Regions from separate parts of the Sus scrofa genome. Here region 1 is linked to region 2. A link is a contact called in public Hi-C data. All regions are on one chromosome and are shown on one strand. Each heading gives the region's core, a stretch centred on a gene start, on an enhancer-like site or on the middle of the called end of the contact. The rest is flanking DNA. Distances are from core to core; before and after follow the strand shown.

Region 1 (6,100 bases), core at 517-3,016, 38 kb after region 2:
ACGGGTCCTTGGGGCCTCAGAGGCAGTGGTCTCAGCATTTATGGGGTCCGAGGAGGGGCCTGTGGGGGGGTCATTCCCGGAGGGCTCACTAGAGGTGGTGGCAGCAGGGGCCAGGTTCATCTTCTTCTTGGCCGAGTTGGCCTTGAGAACAGTGCAGAGCTCGTTAATGTAGACATAGAGCTTGGCGGGCCGGCTCTGAGCCCGGGAAAGGACCCGAGAGAGGATGTTGTGGAACTCCGCCGAGGCCAAAAACAGTGAGTGGGCCCGCTGCTGCCGGCTAGAGAGGAACGGGACCACCTCAGGGTGGTCTGCTGTCTGCCTCCTACACAGTTCAAGGAACTGGAAGGTTCACGGGGAAAGGGACAAGGGATGGGTTGAGAGAAAGAAGGCGAGGTGGGGTTAGTGGGGAAGACAAGACAAGAGAGCCAGTCGGCCAGCCCCCTCCCTGGAGTACAAGAATCCTCTCCCCTAAAGCTCACCTCTTTAAACAGCTTCTCATTCTCCAACTTGTAGCATTTCTTGCCGCCCGAACTACTGCCTCCTCCAGCCCCATGGGGCTGGGAGGAGCCAGGGGCTTCTGCCCTGGGTGAGGCTGGAATGGGGGCTGCCCTGGGTGAGGCTGGGTTGGGGGGTGGGTGGGAGGGCCCTGGCTGAGCAGCTGCTTCATCTTCGTCATCATCATCCAGCACGATGATGCTGTTAGCGGTGGCCATGGGGGATCAAATCCCCCGGAGGGAGGAAGTGGTGGGGTTTTCGTGATTCCTGCTGGAAGGGGACGGGGCCTCAGAAAGAGCCCCTCCAGCAGAGCCCCATCCCTTCATCTCACACATTTTTGTCTTCTTGGTTTTCAAAAACACCCAGCCATGCCCAACAGTGTCCTCACTGCCTGTCTTCAGCAACCATTAGTACCGTGTTTTTCTGTCCCTTTACTACGAGAGCCCCAAACCCTCGGAAAACCTGAAGTCCCACCCCCAGCTCCACCCCTCACGTCGACATCCGGTCTTTCGGTTGCATTTCCCCACTATTTCTCATAGGTGGCAAGTTGATTCTTCTCAACCCCGGACCACCTCTCACACTGCACTCCAGATTTCCTCGACACCCCCTGGAACAGATACCACACCCTCGTTGGCACCACCTCCCCGTGTCCCCCTTCCGCTCTCCCACAGGTTCGCCCCGTCCTGTAGGATCACCCCAACTCCCAGCCTCTCCGAGGCGAGGGTTGGTCCTCCCCACATCCACTCCCCTTTCTCCTGCCAAGACCACCTCCCTACCCCGCCCTCCGGTGGGTCTCCTCCAGCCGGGGCGGCAGTCGGAGATAGCTCGGCTCCAGTCCCCTCTCTCTCACACCAACCCGAGCCTCCCCATTCTCTCCGTGTGACCTGTAAGCGACCGTGGGCCCCACACTGGTCTCTCCTGCTTGCTCTCACACTCTAGTCCTGAGGCCGGCCCTGCCCCCGGAGGAGCTTCCCGCCAAGTCCCCCTCCCCCAGTTCAGCCCCCGGCCCCCCCACACCCCTTCAGGGATAGTAAGGAAGGTACCTCAGCCTGCCCCTCAGACTCAACGCCCAGGACTCCCGAGTACCTCGACCTCGACATTCCCGCCCCGCCTTCGCCCCCCGCACCGCCCGGCCCCACCTCAGAAACGGTCTCTCGAGGCGACACTCGCCGCGGATCTCAGAACCTCGCATGGTTCCCTCCGCCTTCCTTCCCCCTCCCACCGCAGGCCCTACTCCGGACCGGAAGCGGCGGAGTTTCCGCCTACAGGCTCCTGGGTGCGGCCATGTTGCCGTACGGATCCCAGTCTCCCCAGTGGCCGGAAGTGACAGTAGGCCCGCCTCCTCGAGCACCTCCAGTGCCGCCCACATAGTCTGAGGCGCCTTTCTCCCTGACCTGCAGGGGGCGGATTTGCGCCCCTCCATCCCCCATTCGGGGCCTCTCAAGGTACATGCGGGCCGCCATTTTCCCGTACGGCGTTGGCTACGCCCCGAGTGGGGGCGCGCCGCCAGTGAAGCTCTTTTCACCCGGTGCTTCTGCGACTCGGCCAATCAGAAGCTTCCCGCAGCCGGCCAACCGCCAGCGCGTCGCGTGCGGGGAGGACAGAGCCACCTTCCCAAGGGGGGGGGGGGGGGTACGGAACAGAGCAGCAAAGGAATTGAGCCCTCCGAGGCTGCACAGGGATGCACGGAATGGGGGGAGCCTCTTGAGAGGAAAATAAAACCTTTTCCATCCGCGGCGCTATTGACAAGCCCTCTGGCGCCGATTTCCTACCTGCCAGGTACCAGTTTCCCTGGCTTAATCGACTGTACCTGCCATTCCCTTCTATGGGCCCGCTCTCCTTTTCGCTGTCCAGCTGCTACTTCTACCGACAGGTGCCTACTTCGCCCAATTGCGAAGTCCTAACACGGGATACAAATGAGCACCACGAGCTGTACAAATGTGTTTTATTATTATTGTTATTGTTGCTGGTTTGCTTTCCACTACAGAACTATTGGCCAACCAAGTAGGTAGAATCTAGGTGGTTCTACGACGTCTTTTCTGGAGGAGGTCCCCGAGGCGGAGGCGATGATGGCCGGGAGGCCGGGCTTTGTCCAGAAGCTCCAGGGCCTGAGGACGGGCGTTGTGAGGAGGAGGAGGCTCTGAGGAGAATCTGCAGATTGCCGCTGTATGGACTGTGAGACGAAATGAGGCTCGTAAAAGGCCTCGGAGTCTCGTCTTTTCTTCTGGAAGTGCTGATGAAAGAACAAAAAGAGAAGAAACCAACTTTGACGCCCGCCTCGCCTGGACCCCCACCTAGCCCAGCTTTAGGGAAGCTGGAGGGACTCACGGAAGCAAAGCTGGGTCCAAAGGTGAACTTCTGGGGAAACCAAAAAGTTAACACCGGTCCAGTCGCTGAGTTTCCCACCTCTTGGATCCCTGCATACTCCACAAATGTTGGGCATCTTGCCACTTTATTTTCTTGTTGCACATTTAAAGATAAATTTTATTAAAATATAGCAGAAGAGTTTCCGTAGTGGCTCAGTGGTTAACAGACCCCACTAGTCCCCATGAGGTTCAATCCCTGGCCCCGCTCAGTGGGTTAAGGATCCGGCGTTGCCGTGAGCGGTGGTGTAGGTCGCAGATGCCACTGGGATCTGGTGTTGCTATGGCTCTGGTGTAGGCTGGAAGCCGAAACTCCAATTAGGCCCCTAGGCTGGGAACCTCCTTAAGTCCGGGGTGCGGTCCTAAAAAAGCAAAAAAAAAAAAACAAAAAAAAAACCAAAACCTGAGGAAACGTCAGGTGACTGGCCCAAGGTCACGCTCACACAGCTTTCTCCTTTTTTTTTTTTTTCGGTCTTTTTGCCTTTTTTCTAGGGCCTCTCCTGCGGCATATGTAGGGTCCAGTCAGCTGTAGCCACCGGCCCATGCCAGAGCCACAGCACCACCGGATCCGAGCTGTGTCTGCGACCTACACCACAGCTCACGGCAATGCCGGGTCCTTAACCCACTGAGCAAGGCCAGGGATCGAACCTGCAACCTCATGGTTCCTAGTTGGACTCGTTAACCACTGCGCCACGACGGGAACTCCAGCTTTCTCCTTTTTTCATCTTTTTTTTTTTTTTTGATCTTTTGGCTTTTTAGGACCCCACAAGTGGTATATGGAAGTTCCTAGGCTAGGTGTCTAAGGTGTCTAATTGGAGCTGTAGCTGCAGGCTTGCACCACAGCCACACAGCAACGCCAGATCTGAGCCGCTTCTGCAACCTACACCACAGCTCACGGCAATGCCGGATCCTTAACCCACTGAGCAAGGCCAGGGACTGAACCCACAAACTCACGGTTCCTAGTCGGATTCGTTTCCGCTGCACCACAAAGGGAACCCCCCCAACTTTCTCCTTAAAAAAAAAAAAAAATGCAAGAATAGTTCTCAACCATGAAAGCTCCTGGGGATAATCTTACCTTGTCTTAAATAAAGAAGAGACATGTAGCCTGTTTCTTTCATCAATGTATCATAAATATCATTTGTCTCATTTTTTTATTTTGATTTTTGGCCTTGCCCGCAGCATGCATACATTCGAAGGGGCAAGGATCAAATCTGCACCACAGTATCGACCCAAGCCACAACAGTGACAATGCCAGATCCTTAAACCACTAAGCCTCCAGGCAGTTCCTGCTTATCTCATTTTAAATGTAATTCTTTTTTGTCTTTCTGTCTTTTCTAGGGCCGCACCTGTGGCATGTGGAGGTTCCCAGGCTAGGGGTCTAATCGGAGATGTAGCCGCCAGCCTACACCAGAGCCACAGCAACACGGAATCTGAGCAGAATCTGCAACCTACACCACAGCCCACGGCAACGCCAGATCCTTAACCCACTGAGCGAGGCCAGGGATCTAACCCGCAACCTCATGGTTGCTAGTCAGATTCGTTAACCACTGAGCCATGATGGGAACTCCTAAATGTAGTTTTTATTTTAACCATTATGAATATGTGTACAATCTTTATGCTATTTGATCAAGTCTGCTCTCATAATAATTGTAATGATAAGAATTCCTGTTGTGGCTCAGCGGTAAAAAACCCGACTAGTATCCATGAGGATGTGGGTTCAATCCCTGGTCTCACTCAGTGTGTTAAAGATCTGGCGTTGCCGTGAACTGTTGTGTAAGCTGGCAGCTACAGCTCTGATTCACCCCTAACTTGGGAACTTCTATATGCTGCAGGTGCAGCCCCAAAAAGACACACACACGACAAAATTGTAATGATAACCCAGAAGAAATTTTTCTAAAAACTAGTCTTGGAGTTCCCACTGTGGTGATGTGGGTTAAGGATCTGACTGCAGTGGCTCAGGTAGATGCGGAGGCACAGTTTGGATCCTACGAACCCCAGCTGGGCAGCAGTGGGTTAAAGGATCCCCTGTTGCCACAGCTGCAGTGTAGGCCTGCAGCTGCAGCTTGGATTCCATTCCTGGCCTGGGAACTACCAATATGCTGCAGGCATGGCCAAAAATTAAACAATAAATAAAAGATTAGACAACTAGAGTCTTATGGTCGCAAGAAAGAAAAATATTTTTCACCTCAATAAATATATACATAGACAAACAAAATTGTGATAGATTGGTCAATAAAAGCATAAAATTATCTGTGGGGAAGTGGCATGGTAATAGGAGTTCCAGGAGAAAAAAGAATGCTGGAAGAAGAAAGAAAAGGAAAGATTCTCAATTGTATTTTTTTTTTTTTTTTTTGGTCTTTTTGCTATTTCTTTGGGCCACTTCCGAGGCATGTGGAGGTTCCCAGGCTAGGGGTCTAATCGCAGCTGTAGCCACCGGCCTATGCCAGAGCCACAGCAACGCAGGATCCGAGCCGCGTCTGCAACCTACACCACAGCTCAGGGCAACGCCGGATCATCAACCCACTGAGCAAGGGCAGGGACCGAACCCACCACCTCATGGTTCCTAGTCGGATTTGTTAACCACTGCGCCACGATGGGAACTCCCTCAATTGTATTTTTAAATGAGTTCGTGGTGGGTATCAAGGCACTCATATTTCAAATCCCTCATATTTCAAAGCCCCAACAGTGCCATTTCCCTCTTCTCACCTCCTTGCGTGGGGGAGGATGTTTACAGGAAGGGTGGTCATAGTTCCAGCTCTTCCTCCTTCTGAGGTGTTCTCAGGAGCCAGTCTCCAAACTTTGCCCATGGTAGCAGCCACAGCAGCTTATAAACAGCCTCCATCATCAACAGTGTCAGGACGAAGACCAGGAAGATAAAGAAAGCCTTATCCATGGCCCGACGCAGGGGACCCCTGGGTGGAGAGGGCTGCCGGCCAAATGCCAGGAACACATCCTCCTCGTCCACATCGCCCTCCTCCTCAGCCATACTAACCCGCAGTCGGACAGCTGGTTGGGTCAAGGAGGTTGGGATGGAAGCCCTTACTCAGCGTTGCCACGATTAAGGGGCGTGGTGTTGGCAAGTCCTGCACCTGCCGAGCTTGACCCCAATTCCCCCAATGGAGAGAAAGAAAGGATAGGAGGGCCTCTGAGCCTTTGGAACAGTCAATGCAATGTGAATGGTCCTGATTAAATCATTGCCAAAGTCTGTCCAGCTTTGCTATCCTGTTTCTCGGAAACTGAAG
Region 2 (6,161 bases), core at 3,662-6,161:
TGGAGTTTAACTGAAACTGTGGCCCCAGAACCTAAGTATCAGCCATTCTAGTCCCCACTTTGGTCCAGGTCCGATCCGGGGAGGGGTATGGAGAGCCAGACCAGGCAGCATCACCGGTAGCAGCCGAGCTCCCAACCTTGCGCGAAACCCAGCCCAGACCTTTCTGACGTGAGAAGACCGGACGAGACTCTGGAGGAGAAACAGCCCTGCGTCCTCACCAGTGGGCCCTCCTCCTCCTCCATATCTGAGGCCCCGGACCGCAACACCAGCTCCCGGGCGGCTGCCGCCATGGTAGCAGCGGCAGCCATTCCGCGCAGCCCCACTTCCGGCAGCTGTCGGGCAGGTCCGTTCCCCTGAGTGGAACTGCAAGTTCTGGGGCGTGATGCACGAAACCGTTCCCAGATATTTGAGTTAAACAGACTGCCTCTAGCTCTCCCCTTTTCTCTAAGCTCTTCGCCCAAGTCCAAATGGAAACTGAAAGTCTTAAAAAGAGAATCTCAACCCGGAACTCTCGTGGCTCTCACGCGCAAAAACTTTACGATCTGTAAAGAGAGACGGCACCGGAAGTTGTGGCGCGCAGTTCTGACTCAGAGGCCTAGCCGGCTCAGGTACAAGGAGTTTCCGGAAGCGCTTCGCCAAGGTCGCTCCGCCTCTTCCGCCTGGAAGCTATATAAGAATGTCACGTCACTTCCGCTCTCTCTTCCACTGGAGGCCTACACGCCGCCGCCCGCGCTGCAGCCATGGTAAGAGTTGGGTTCGTTCGGGTATCTGGCGACATCGGAGCCGGGACAGGGAAGGCTTGCTGTCAGAGCGCCGAAAATGTCCTGGCCTGGGGGCTCGCAGCGTTTTGTGTGGAGCCTTGGGCCTCATTCCTGGAGAAGGACGACAAAGCACCCAGTTCTAGGCAGCGGGGCCCGAGGATGAGCGCTCCCCGGGCTCTGGGAAGGCTTGGGAGCGCGTGGGCCCTCCGTCCCGCCGCTTGGGAGCGGGCAGGAGGCGTTCTCCTCCGGAGATGGCGTTCTCCGATCCTGGACGCTTCCTGTTGTGCTGTCGGCAGGACCAGGGAGTCGTGTTGTGTCGTGAAGACCTGACGGGGGCTCTTTGCACCTTGCGTGACAAGCTTCACGCTCGTGTTTGGGGTTAACGGTTTGGCGGGAATTAGCGAAGTCTGACATCTCCCCCCATCTCTATCAGTCTCTAGTAATCCCTGAGAAGTTCCAGCACATTTTGCGAGTACTCAACACCAACATCGATGGGCGGCGGAAAATTGCCTTTGCTATCACTGCGATTAAGGTAAAGGAGCTGGGGGTGTGAAGGAAACTTGGGTAAACACCTGAGGTGTAAGCGAAAGTCTCAACCGTGTCACCTGGGCTGCTGGGTAAAAACAATGGTCAGGGTCCATCTAAGCCCTTGCCACATTTGCCGCAAAAGGTAAGTGGTAAAAGCCAAAGAACCGTCTTAGGTGAAGCAAAGTTGTTTTCACCTAGGGGTTGGGGAAAGGCTTTGGTTGTCTGCCAGCATTTGTTCACTAAACCGGCCTGGACCATCAGCAGTCAACTTATAAGGTCCCTGCTATATAGGTTTTTGCTCCTCCTAGTGCATCATAAGAGCAATTCTTGTGAAATGTGTATGTCCTGGAAATGGGATAATGGTACACTCTGAAGGGAGAGTAGAAAGGCCAAGAGATTCCAAGCATGAAGAAACCAGGAAATGGGGGGGGGGTCACTATTTCATAACAAGGTCAGTGAGCACAGGCTTAACTAACATAAAAAAATGACCTTACCAGTATGTTTATGTTATGTGGTGCCAGGGCTAAGCCTTTCTTGCTCACAATCCCCAAAGGACACCACAGTAAGTATTTTATAGATAGGTTGTTAATTTAAAATGGTGAATCACAAGCTTTGCTTTATAAGAGCCATCATGTTTACTTTGAATTCTTTTCATTCTGTAATTCAGGGTGCACAACTTTCGGTCTTAAGTGGTGCATGAGGAGACTGCTTCCTTCTATTGTGAAACTAGTAAGGCGGTGCACAGTAGAGGCTTATTTTATTGCACTTTACAGATAACCTCTTTTTTGTGGCAACCCTGTCTTGAGCAAATCATTTTTCCAACAGCATTTGTTCACTTGGTGTCTTCTGTCACATTTTGGTGATTCTCACAATATTTCAGACATTTTCATTGTTATATTTGTTACAGCGATCCATTGTCATTGACTTTTGTTACTATTGCACAAAGGCTCAGATGATGGTTAGCACTTTTTAATAAAGTATCTTTTCATTAAGGCATGTATGTATGTTTTTTTAACGTTAAGACTATTGCTCACTTAATAACCTACATAACTTACATGCACTGGGAAAACAAACAGATTTTGTGTAGCTCCCTTTATTGCAACATTCACTTTTCCGAGTGGTGTAGAACTGAGCCCTGAGTATCTCCACACGTTGGTTGTCTGTTCCCTTTTTAGGGGTTGTTAGGAGGCTTAAGTAAGTGAAAATAAAAGATTAGCATCATTCATTAATAGGCTGCTTCTGTTAAACCCTTTCTGCCTCCTTAACTGGTATTTACTTTAATTATGCAGCCTAACCTTTGTAGTTGCTGAAAACAGTTGAACCAAAGTTTCTGGTGCTTAATGAGTTTTTTGATAATCTCTTAAGGATCCTGAGGCTCTGCTTATCACTGGGAGGTATTGGGGTTTTGCTAATTGTACGGAGAGCCAGCTTTTGCTCTCTTCCTCTGGTGAAAACTGAAGCTTGGAGGTATTTTAAGGATCTAAAGAAGGGGGGAAATACTTGGAAACTGAAAATCTAAAACATGTAGTTAAAGGAGGAGATTGATTGGCCAGGGAAGGGTGAAGTGTTGACTGACACAGAAAAAAGCAACCCCCAGCTGCCGCCACCCCCACCACCCCCCCAAAAAAAACCCGTAAGGTGGGGGGGGTGCTTTTTAAGGCTGCACCCAAGCCATATGGAAGTTCCCAGGCTTGGGATCTAATTGTAGCTGCAGCTGCCAGCCTATACCACAGTCACAGCAATTCAGGATCCTTAACCCACTGAGTGAGGGCAGACTTGTTGGCTTAAATCTCCGTTCTGGTTGCCAAACATTTAAATCGAGGTGTAAGCAGGGGCCATGCTCCCTCTGGAGGCTCTAAGAGTCCTTTCCTGTCTTACCTTCTGTCTTCTGGTGGCTGACAACAATCCTTGGAACCTTGTCTTAGAGCTGCATCACTCTGGTGTTATCACATGGCCTTCTTGCTCTGTGTCTGCTCTTGTAAGAATACCAGACAGACAGTGGTTTTAATCCAGTTTGACCTCATTTTAACTATATTTGCAAAGATCCTATTTCCAAACAATCACCTTTGGAGGTTTCAGATGGACATACACTTAGTGGGACACAGCTCAACCCAATACACCATCCTTCACTATCCAAATCTGACTCATGAGTTCAGGTGGCAAGGAGCACTGGTGTTGGTGATATGCCACTGATTTAAGCAGTAGTTGATATTGATTGTAGAGATGGAATGACCTGCCCAAAGAATCATGACCCATGGCCCAAGTGAGCAACTGACCCTTTTATTTCAGAATACTTTAGGATGGTTTGGTCTTTTTAGGGCCCCATCCATGGCACATGGAGCTTCCCAGGCTAGGATTCAAATTGGAGCTATAGCTGCCAGCCAACACCAAACCTGCTGCAGCAACTCCAGATCCTTAACCCACTGGGCAAGGCCAGGGATCAAATGTCAGTTGGGGTTAATTAACTAGTGGGCCACAGCGGGAACTCCCAAAATACCTTAGTCTTGGTACTTTGTTGCTACCTCAGCTTGGAGAGACACTAGCTTTGCCCTCCACAGTGCAGAAGTTGGGAGGTGCTGCTCCTCAGTGTGCTGGGCAACATGTAAAAAAAGATTCTGCTTTGGGGGGTGTGGGCATCTGCCACGAGTTCTTCATTCATGGTCCAACCCTCCCCAAAGCTTTTTCTCCTTTAACAGTTAAGACTTCCTGTCTAGGAATGTGTGCAAGCACTGGCTCTACCTTTGTTTTTCGAATCTTGGGTCTATGATGGAAACCAAGAAAATCACTCATCCAGCTCCCAAACTTCTCCTCAGGGTGTAGGACGGAGATATGCTCATGTGGTGTTGAGGAAAGCAGACATCGACCTCACCAAGAGGGCAGGAGAGCTCACAGAGGATGAGGTGAGGATGAGAGGGGGCTGTGGGTTGGCCCTGAGGGGGACCACCTGGACCTGACCTGAGTCTTTGCCTGCCAGGTGGAACGTGTAATCACCATTATGCAGAATCCTCGCCAATACAAGATTCCAGACTGGTTCTTAAATAGACAGAAGGATGTGAAGGATGGGAAGTACAGCCAGGTGTGTATTGGGATGGGCGGGTGTGCAGGTGGAGCCCAGGGGAACAGGTAGAGCAAGTGACCCTCGCCGCCACCTCTGCAGGTCCTGGCCAACGGTCTGGATAACAAACTCCGTGAAGACTTGGAGCGACTGAAGAAGATTCGGGCCCACAGAGGGCTGCGCCACTTCTGGGGGTGAGTGGGGCGGGGGTGTCATCTCTGCCTCCCCCTGGACCCCCACAGAATTCTCACGTTCCATCTTTCCCCAGACCTTTGCTTTGTGTGGTGTGTGACTCCTCTCTTTTCCCACTTGCAGACTGCGTGTCCGAGGCCAGCACACCAAGACCACAGGCCGCCGTGGCCGCACCGTGGGTGTGTCCAAGAAGAAATAAATGTGTCGGTGCTGCCTGTTAATAAATAGTTTATACAGTTATGGCTTGCTTTCTGGTTCTTTTGGTCATTTTCTCCCTTAGCTGATGGTCCAGATTTAAACTATGATATTCAGTGCCCCACCCTGAGTTGGGAGGGAGGAGGATCACGAGCTGCTGGCCTTGAGGGGAACCCTTACGGGGCTGGGGCTGGCATGCTGTGTAGGCGGCCAGGCCAGGCCAGCCCGGACAAAGCGAGCGGCTGCGGATCTTTACCGCCCAAGCCGTCGGGACCGGAAGTCGGGAGGCGGGAATGTTGCTTTCGGTGACCCGGAAGAGTAGTTCCGTGTTTGGGAGGAGGTCGCTGCGGATCGTCCCGCGGCCCCGAACCCACTCCTGCCGCGTCTCGGCGAGAACGCCGCGCCCTCCGTTCAGGTTCTGCCTTCCGAGGGGGCGAGAGCTTCACCCCGGACGCCGGGACCTGCAGGCCCCGCCCACCCAGCGAGGGGCGGGGCCGGGGCTGACCAGGTAACTTGCCGGCGCCGAGCTCCCAGCTCACCTCGTGCGGGTCGTGGCGGGTTCGGCAGGCTAGTGTCCCGGAGCCGACCTGACCAACCTCCCTTCTTCCCCTCCAGCTCACCAACGACCGTCGCCCACCATGCGCCTAAGCCTCTCCCGGCGCCTGCTCCTCGCCGCCCTGCTGTTGGTGATTATCTGGACTCTATTTGGACCCTCAGGCCTCGGGGAGGAGCTGCTGAGTCTCTCGCTGGCCTCCCTGCTCCCAGCCCCGGCCTCTCCTGGGCCGCCCCTGGCCTTGCCTCGCCTCTTGATCCCCAACGAGGAGGCGTGTGGCGGGCCCGGCGTTCCTCCGTTCCTGCTAATCCTGGTTTGCACAGCCCCGGACAACCTGAACCAGAGGAATGCCATTCGGGCCTCGTGGGGCCGGCTGCGCGAGGCCCGGGGGCTCAGGGTGCAGACTCTCTTTCTGCTGGGAGAGCCTAGCGGAGGCTCCAGAGAGAACGACCTGGCCAGGGAGTCAGCTGCCCATGGGGATATCGTGCAGGCGGCCTTCCAGGACTCCTATCGCAATCTCACCCTCAAGACCCTCAGCGGGCTGAACTGGGCTGACAAACACTGCCCCATGGCCCGCTACATTCTCAAGACTGACGACGACGTGTTTGTCAATGTCCCAGAGCTGGTATCAGAGCTGGTCCGGCGAGGGGGCCATTGGGAGCAATGGGAGCAGGAGCCCCAGAGAAAGGCTAAGGTTGGTGATGAGGAGGGTGGGGAAGGAAGCCCCACCTCGGGGAGCCAGCCGGTGCCTCTCTTGTACTTGGGCCGGGTGCACTGGCGGGTGCACCCTTCTAGGACGCCAGGAGGCAGGCACCAGATAGCAGAGGAGCAGTGGCCTCCCGCCTGGGGCCCCTTCCCCCCTTACGCCTCAGGAACG

What was found. Hi-C and Micro-C count contacts between places; a contact is called where the count stands out from the background.
Region 1: a contact with region 2 is called in a Hi-C map of liver, with 2.4 times the contacts expected there. The contact joins the promoter of DAXX here to the promoter of B3GALT4 in region 2. A contact is called at or near these places in 1 of 5 promoter capture datasets (liver), 10 of 47 Hi-C or Micro-C datasets (blood, fetal liver, heart right ventricle and 3 more) and 2 of 2 datasets of contacts at active chromatin or transcription factors (alveolar macrophages and skeletal muscle).

The regions. Positions count from the first base shown.
Region 1 is chr7:29,679,379-29,685,478 of Sscrofa11.1, forward strand. It overlaps DAXX (death domain-associated protein 6), which reads right to left and starts at 1,767. Exons shown (of 8, transcript XM_021098591.1): 1 at 1,635-1,767; 2 at 480-765; 3 at 1-339. The coding sequence starts at 713.
Region 2 is chr7:29,638,138-29,644,298 of Sscrofa11.1, forward strand. B3GALT4 (beta-1,3-galactosyltransferase 4) reads left to right here and starts at 4,912. Exons shown (of 2, transcript XM_001927568.5): 1 at 4,912-5,239; 2 at 5,347-6,161. The coding sequence starts at 5,370. It overlaps RPS18 (ribosomal protein S18), which reads left to right and starts at 719. Exons shown (of 6, transcript NM_213940.1): 1 at 719-743; 2 at 1,195-1,293; 3 at 4,103-4,189; 4 at 4,264-4,365; 5 at 4,447-4,538; 6 at 4,660-4,775. The coding sequence starts at 741. The coding sequence ends at 4,735. VPS52 (vacuolar protein sorting-associated protein 52 homolog) reads right to left here and starts at 1,031. Exons shown (of 20, transcript XM_001925393.5): 1 at 219-1,031. The coding sequence starts at 308.